Regions from separate parts of the Rattus norvegicus genome. Here region 1 is linked to region 2. The links are chromatin contacts, called in public Hi-C maps. All regions are on one chromosome and are shown on one strand. The core of a region is the stretch at or near the end of the contact, and the rest is flanking DNA. Distances in the headings are between cores, read along the strand shown.

Region 1 (3,493 bases), core at 636-3,135, 50 kb before region 2:
AACAGAGGCTTCCAAAGGGTCAAGCTTTTTCGGAACCTTCCTGACATTCCGACCCCATTAAAAACAGAATTGCCCCAGGTCATCCCCAAGGTTAGGGGGCCTGACAAGGCTTGGCTCCTAGTAATTTTAAAATGTTAAGTTTAAAGGAACTATATATATACACCCCCTTTCAACCCTAACCGGTCAGGATCCTAATAACTGCCCCCAACAGGTCAGGGCCTGATCTGGCCTCCTAGCCTTCCTGGTTCAGAACCTGCCCTAAGGCAGGCAGAACAGAGCCCAAAGCTAGGACAGGCCTCCCACCTCCTTTCCGAAGGCGGGGCTGACCCCGGGTCTCTGGCTGGCTGCTCACCAGCGCCTCCCCCCTCCCCCAGCCTCCTCCGCTCCTGCTGCCAGACCAGGCGACAAAAGCCAACCTTGTACCAAGCCATCAAGGCACCCCCCAGGAGGTGGTCAGGCGTGACCCGGTGCCTGTGAGAAGTGTTGAGCAAGCTGCTTCTGCACAGCAGAACCCGATCGGGTGAGCCTGCCAGCAACCCTGTTCCGGTCCACCCGGTGGGGCGTGACACCCAGCACAGCAGATGACACACGCTGCCAGTCGGAGCCTGTGCCCCGGCCCCCCTCACCTGTGGCGGGGCGACTGAGCGGCTGAGTCAGACACAGCCTGCGCCTCAGGTTCCCCGCCTGCGGGTGGGGGCGGCTGTAAACACAGGCTGAGCAACACTTAAGTAGCCAAGCTTAAGTAACACGGACGCCCAGGGAAGGCTGCTCGCCAGGGGGGGCCCTGTCTTCCTAGGGAAGAGGGGGTAAAACAGTCTCAGGCAAGAGACTGAGACACTGCCAAGCGCCCAGCCAAGACCTCCTGCCTTTGTCCCCTTTGCTGGAAATCGGCTTAGGCCCGATGCTCCCTCCTAGAGTGAGGCTGCGCCTTTTGTTCCGGCCCCCTTTACAAAAGGATCTTGTATTTTGCCCCCCCTCCATTTGGTGGTCCCGCTTTTTGTTTTCAAACCCCAACCTGTGTGGGCCCCAACCGCGACAGATAAGACACTGCAGGGGTCTAGCAAGGGTTTAGTGTGCTTTAAACGCATGGAGACAAAGGCTGGTTTGCAAGCACCAAACCGACCCAACTCGAGCTGGCACCCCCACCACGAGTGGCAGGTGCGCGGGGGCGCCCCTCGCTCGCTCCGGGCTCCGATACCCAGATCTGCGGCCCCTAGCCTGCTCCTCGCAGTCCTAAGCGGCCCCCTCCACCTCCCTGCGCTCGGAGAGGCGGGCAGCGGGGAGGGCAGCCCAGCTCCCGCTCCGCCTCCAAGAAGGGAATTTAATTAGCCTGCCGGAGAGGCGGCGGGCGACGAGGTGTCTCTGGTGCTGCAATATAATTGAATCGGCTCCACTCGGGCGGGCCACTCGCCGTCAGCGCGGCCGCGGGGGGCGGGGAGGCGCATCCAGGCGGAGCGGGAAGGGCCGGGCGGGGTCGCGGAGGCCCCCTGAACTGCCATCCCAGGCAAGGCGTCCCCCACACCGATCCAACCACCTGCCTGGGCACCCCCGCCCCATCCAAAGTTTTGCTTCAACCCCGAGCCCCGGAGCCGCCCCCGCACACTTCCCCGCGCACTTCCGCGGTCGCAGAGCTCGCTGCGCCCAGCGCGCGCGCGCAGCCGCGAGTGTGGCTTCAGGTCGGCCGCGCGCCCCGCGCTTCTCGTACCTCGCACCCGCGGGACCTGGCACCGGCCGTTGGCGCCCCTCCCGAGCCCACAAACTTGGGTAGGGGAAGAGCGAGGGAACCCCCGTCACCCCCCTACCCGCGCGCTCACCTTTCATGCCAGGGCCCCGCTGCTCCGCCGCGCCTGACACATGCCGGAGCCACCGTCGCCCGGGTTTGTCTGAACTGCTTATCTCACCCGGGGCTGTGCGGCGGCGGCTCGGCCGCTCGGGGAGGTGGAGCTTCCGGGGCCTGGGCCAAGAAACACCTGCTGCTGTCGCCGCTGAGGACACACCCAAGCGCAACGCCGCCCACTCCCCGGCCCCGGCTCGCTCCCGGCGCCCTGACCTCAGCCGGCGGGAGGTGTCGGGTTTCAGCCGCAAGCGCACGCGCGCGCACCGACGGACCGCCCGGAGCACCCAGCGCGGTCACAGCCCGCCGGGTAGGTGCCGCCCCCGCGCTCCTGGCGACCCGGGCTGGACAGTCGAGGGGGACCTCTTCGAGGCTTCGCGGGCCACTCATCTCCCAAGAGTAGAGAGGAGTGGCTTACAACACTCCTCTCCGCCTGCCATATCTGAGCCTCAAAGCCGCCTCCCCAAGCGCCTGGAACAGTGCCTGGCACCTGGCCACCCACTAAGAGAGGGGAGGGATAAACCCAGCGCTCAGGAGGACTTTCCTTGTGCTGAGTGGAGGGGACTACACAATATAGGCCGCTGGCCTCCCTCGCTCTCCAAGATGCCTGATCTATTACCGCAACTTTAAAGGATTTAATGTTAAGAGCTGGGGCCACGAGCCTCTGACCCAAAGTTTTGCAAAGTCTCCATCTTTAAGAAATTTTTGTGAAGGCCACACGGGGGGGGGGGGGGTCGAGTTCTTTAAAGAGCCCATGTTCGAGAAGCTTAAGTCCACGGAGGCGCCGCTGCGCCAGGGGCATCATTAAGTAGCTGGGGTTGCGGTCAGAGGCGAGGCCGCTGCCGCCGCCTCCAGAAACTGGCACAACCCACCGCGCCACCGGCCCCAGCGCACCGCCTTCCCATTCTTGATGCCCCCACCCACCCTACCTCACCCAGGCACTTCACCGGGATGACTCAGGGAGCGTCCTGAAATTCTTCGGCACCCACAGGCGGCGCGGAGAGGGACTGGGCCCCAGCGTCCCCGCCCCCAACGCGACCGGTCCCCAGGACGTCCCCTTCCCACCACCCGGGAGGCGCGGGGTTATAGGACAAGCCCGGCTGGGTCCCTCGGCCGGACCAAGCGCGCAAGGAGCAGCCAGAGAGATGGCAAGGTCGTCGCGAGGTCCCGGGGTCTCCCCCGCCCGCCCTCTCTACACTGCTCTCTAATGATCCTCCGCTTTCATACTTTCGAGCCTGGAGGCCACTGCACCTCCCCGGGGGGAGCACCTCAGCGCCGCTGCGGGTTTCAACTTTCCACGGCGGTGCCAGCCCCAAACCTGCCCCGGGACATGCCCGCGCAGTGCTCGGCAGGCGCGCGCTGCCTCCCCCGCCTTCCTCCCTCCCGCGCCAGCCGGGACAGCGCAGGGAGCGAGCGCGGGCGCCAGCACCCCCCGTCCATCTGTTCTCGATGACGCCGGCGGCGGGCAGCGCTCGGGGCCCGCGCCAGCAGAAGCCGCCGATGCCGCGGGGCGGGGGCGCACGCCGGGCCAGTCTTGCACAAGCCCCTGGCCGACCACAAACGACAAGGGAAACGGGCGGGCAAGGGCAGGCTGAGTTGCTGCTCCTACCTGCGGCCACCGGGTCCCTGGCCCTACACACGTTCCAAGCGGCCTTTGGT
Region 2 (3,148 bases), core at 80-2,579:
CCCGGGCAGGTTCGGCCACCTCGGCCAGAGCAGATCCACAGTGAGGTAATTGACCAAGGAAGGGCCGGAGCCTCCACGGCGGCCCGGCGTCTTCGCCGCGTGTGTATTTTCTGCCTTTTGGACTTGAGATGCAAATTAAAAAAAAAAAAAAAGGAGGGGGAGCTGGCGGAGGGAAGAGGGCGGGAGAGCAGAAGAGGAGAGAGAAAAATAAAGGGGGGCGGTGAGGGTGATGAAATTGGGGGGTTAAGGTCTTTAGGGATTACTCATTGGAAAGAAAAAGAGACAGGAGAGAGAGAGAGAGGAAAGGGGAGAGAAAAAAAGCACCCCCTAAGACGTGCGAACAGCAATCTCGCCTCCATTCAGCCATTTGAATGTCAAGGGCGAGGGTCAAGAGACCTGTTTCCAACAGGGTTTCACGTTCAGAACCAGAAGGGAAAAGGAAGGGGGGCGGCGGGAGGGGGCATCTGGTTGCCAAGGAGAAATCGGCTTTGTTTTCGTTTCCCCTTAGCTACTGGGTGAGGAGGGGCGGGGTGCGGAGAGGAGGAGGGGGGCGCTCAGCAGGGGTGCTGGGGGTGGAGAAAATTAATACCCAAACAGCCAAGAAGTACCGAGGGGGCAGATTTCGCCTCGTCAATGGGAGAGGCGGCGGCGACAAACAAGTCTTGGGCTAGGGACACTCGCTGGTGAGGGCAGGCTCCCCTCCCCCCCTCACTACCAGCATCCCCCCCCTTTTTGGTTATCTCCCCGCCCGGCGTCCCACCACTGACTCAGACGGAGGGGGTGGGGAGGAGGGAGAGGAGGAGGAGGAACTCGCGGGGGCGCAGCCGGCAGGAGCAGGAGAGCGGGAGGCGAGAGCGCGCGGCGGTGGAGAGCCCCTCGATCAATTTTCATGCAAGAATCATTATCGGTAAATTGGAAAGCTGGCTGCCTGACAGCAGATTTGTCTCCCCTAATGAAAGCGAAAGGGAAGGGGCGCAGCGGCGGGCGGCTCCTTCCGTCTGCGCCGCGTCCTCCCGGAGCTCCCGGCTGAGCGCCGCGGTGAAGAGAGTCCCACTTGCGACCTGCCCGTGTGCTGCCTCAGAGCCTTACGGACCAGACCCGGTGCCCAGGGCTCCAGGCGGATGCTCCCGCTTCCGACTGCACGGTGATCCCCTCTGCCCGGGAGCCGGCCGTTTGCAAACAGTGGGCGGCTGCGGGCGCCGCCAGGCCCCCCTCTGGCTGCCCAACTCTGCGCTCTGGCCGCTGGCCCGCCCTCGCTCCTCCCCACCCACGTCTGACAGCTGCGGGAGCCCGGAGCACGACCTTCCCCCCCGCGACCGTGCCCCGGGGAGGCCGGGGCCGCCCTTTGTGCAGCCCGCAGCGGGCTGCAGAGACCGCGCCCGGGAGAGCTAGGGCCAGTGGTTGGCCTCTCTCTTTCCTTTCCTCCCCCCCACGCCCTACCCCTTAAAAATCCCTGTTGCAAGTGTAATCAAATGCTTGATACCATCTCCCACACTCTCCTGCACCCGGGCATTATCAGATCCGGGAAGGCATGCTTCCAGGCAAACAGACCTAATAAATGCTATTACTGGGACTCTGCAAGCCCCGGCTGCACCATAGTAACGAGAGCCGGGCTAATTTGGTTTAAGCAAACGACCGACTGCACTGAGCGTTAGTGTGGCGCCTGTATCTCCCCTCCCCAGCCGCTGCGCGTTCACACCAGCTCAAGAAGGCCCCAAGTGATAATTCCCCAAATCGAAGGGGAAAAAACCCTGCCGCCAAACCACATCCTGTGCGCTCATTGTCCAGCCCAGCGATTTTAAAGAGACAGCATCCATTTACCCACACACCAGCCCCTACTACTAAACACACGCTGCAAAACAAGTATCGAGATGCGACCGTTTGTTTTTCAAGCCCTTTTACAGAAGCTCACCCCACTCCCGTGGCGCGACTACCTGGGGTTGGGACTACGTGACACTAATGGTCTCCTTTTGACCCCAGATCATCAAGTCCTAGTCCGCAGGTACGCACAGTAGATACCACGGCCGCCCCTAGCTAGGGTTGCTGCTACGGCTCTCTAACCTTCTCACCCATCAGGGGTCCACAACCAGTGGCCTTGAGATCCGAATAAACTCGGTGAATTCAGGTAACTCGCAGAATAAGCCCCCCCCCAGGGGGAGGGGAAGAGCTCTGGAGGGCACTTTGAGGGAGGTGGGGGCCCAGCCTTCTTATCCTTGTTGCACCCCCTCTGCGGCAGACCAGACGCGCGCGGCCCCGGGGAGGGCGCCTGGGCCCCAAGTTGCAGGAAGGGGCCGCTGCCGGCCTCTAGCCACTTTGCTATGCGCGACCCTAGAGGTCGCGCCAGACCCTAGGCTGCCGCCCTTTGTTTCCGGGGCTGCCTGTGAGGCGAGGACACACAGGCCCGGACTGGAGGGTCTAAGGTCATTGCATCCATCACCTGCCTGCATTCTTCCTGGTGGGCTAGATGAAAGAAGAGGGACCAGGGTCTTCACACATTCCCCCCCACCCCCGCGCCCCGTGCCCCGCCCCCTCACAAGCACTGGTTGTACTTAGGGGAAAAGAATAAAAACTATTTTTAAAAGACCCTAAACTATCAGTTTGTGTTGTCACTCTTTTATTGGTTTTTAATTCCCCGGGATTACGGGAACAACAGTAGTAATTAATACGAAACCTTCCTCCACTGTATATGCTAATGGCAGGAGCCATAAAAATTAATTTGCAAACATGTCATTACACAATAGCTATACAGGCAATAAACCTGTAATTATGGGCCAATCACAGGCAGGGTACAGAGGGAGGATGCTCCCCCAATAGGCTGGGCACCCCTCCTTCCTTCCCCTGCTTAAGTAGGGGAAATCATCCTGAAAAGAGCCATCCTTGAAGCCACCTGTAGAGAAAGCTGCCTGGACTGGATTCCAAACTACCTTGCTTCTGTGCCAGCCACTCCGGGACTATTGGGGACCTATACTGAGGCAGGGGAGGCCTTGGCCTGGCTTGTGAAGAGGCCACCAGTGGGAAGAACAGGCAGAAAGGACCCCATTATGATGGGCCAGCTCCACTTAACCATCCCTCTATCGTTGAGCCTCCCTCCTAATAAGAAGAGCCTCTCTCCTAATAAGAATCCCAATGCCTGCATCCAATTATCGGG

The links. A called contact is a pair of places that touch in the nucleus more often than the background predicts.
Region 1: a Hi-C map of liver shows a contact between it and region 2, with 5 times the contacts expected there. The contact joins the promoter of Gse1 here to the enhancer-like site in region 2. A contact is called at or near these places in 6 of 12 Hi-C or Micro-C datasets (Schwann cells, frontal cortex, kidney and 2 more) and 1 of 1 datasets of contacts at active chromatin or transcription factors (oligodendrocytes).

Annotation. Positions count from the first base shown.
Region 1 is chr19:65,493,052-65,496,544 of GRCr8, reverse strand. It overlaps Gse1 (Gse1 coiled-coil protein), which reads right to left and starts at 1,885. Exons shown (of 16, transcript NM_001427026.1): 1 at 1,815-1,885. The coding sequence starts at 1,821.
Region 2 is chr19:65,443,077-65,446,224 of GRCr8, reverse strand. It overlaps a transcript of Gse1 not described here. Among named protein-coding and RNA genes, the nearest start is that of Gse1, 50 kb to the left of the region's middle. Within about 2 kb of position 1,329, at least 54 of the 93 cell types and tissues checked have an H3K27ac peak or open chromatin away from gene starts, as enhancers often do. A contact at or near this core is called in Schwann cells and liver, where this site is marked.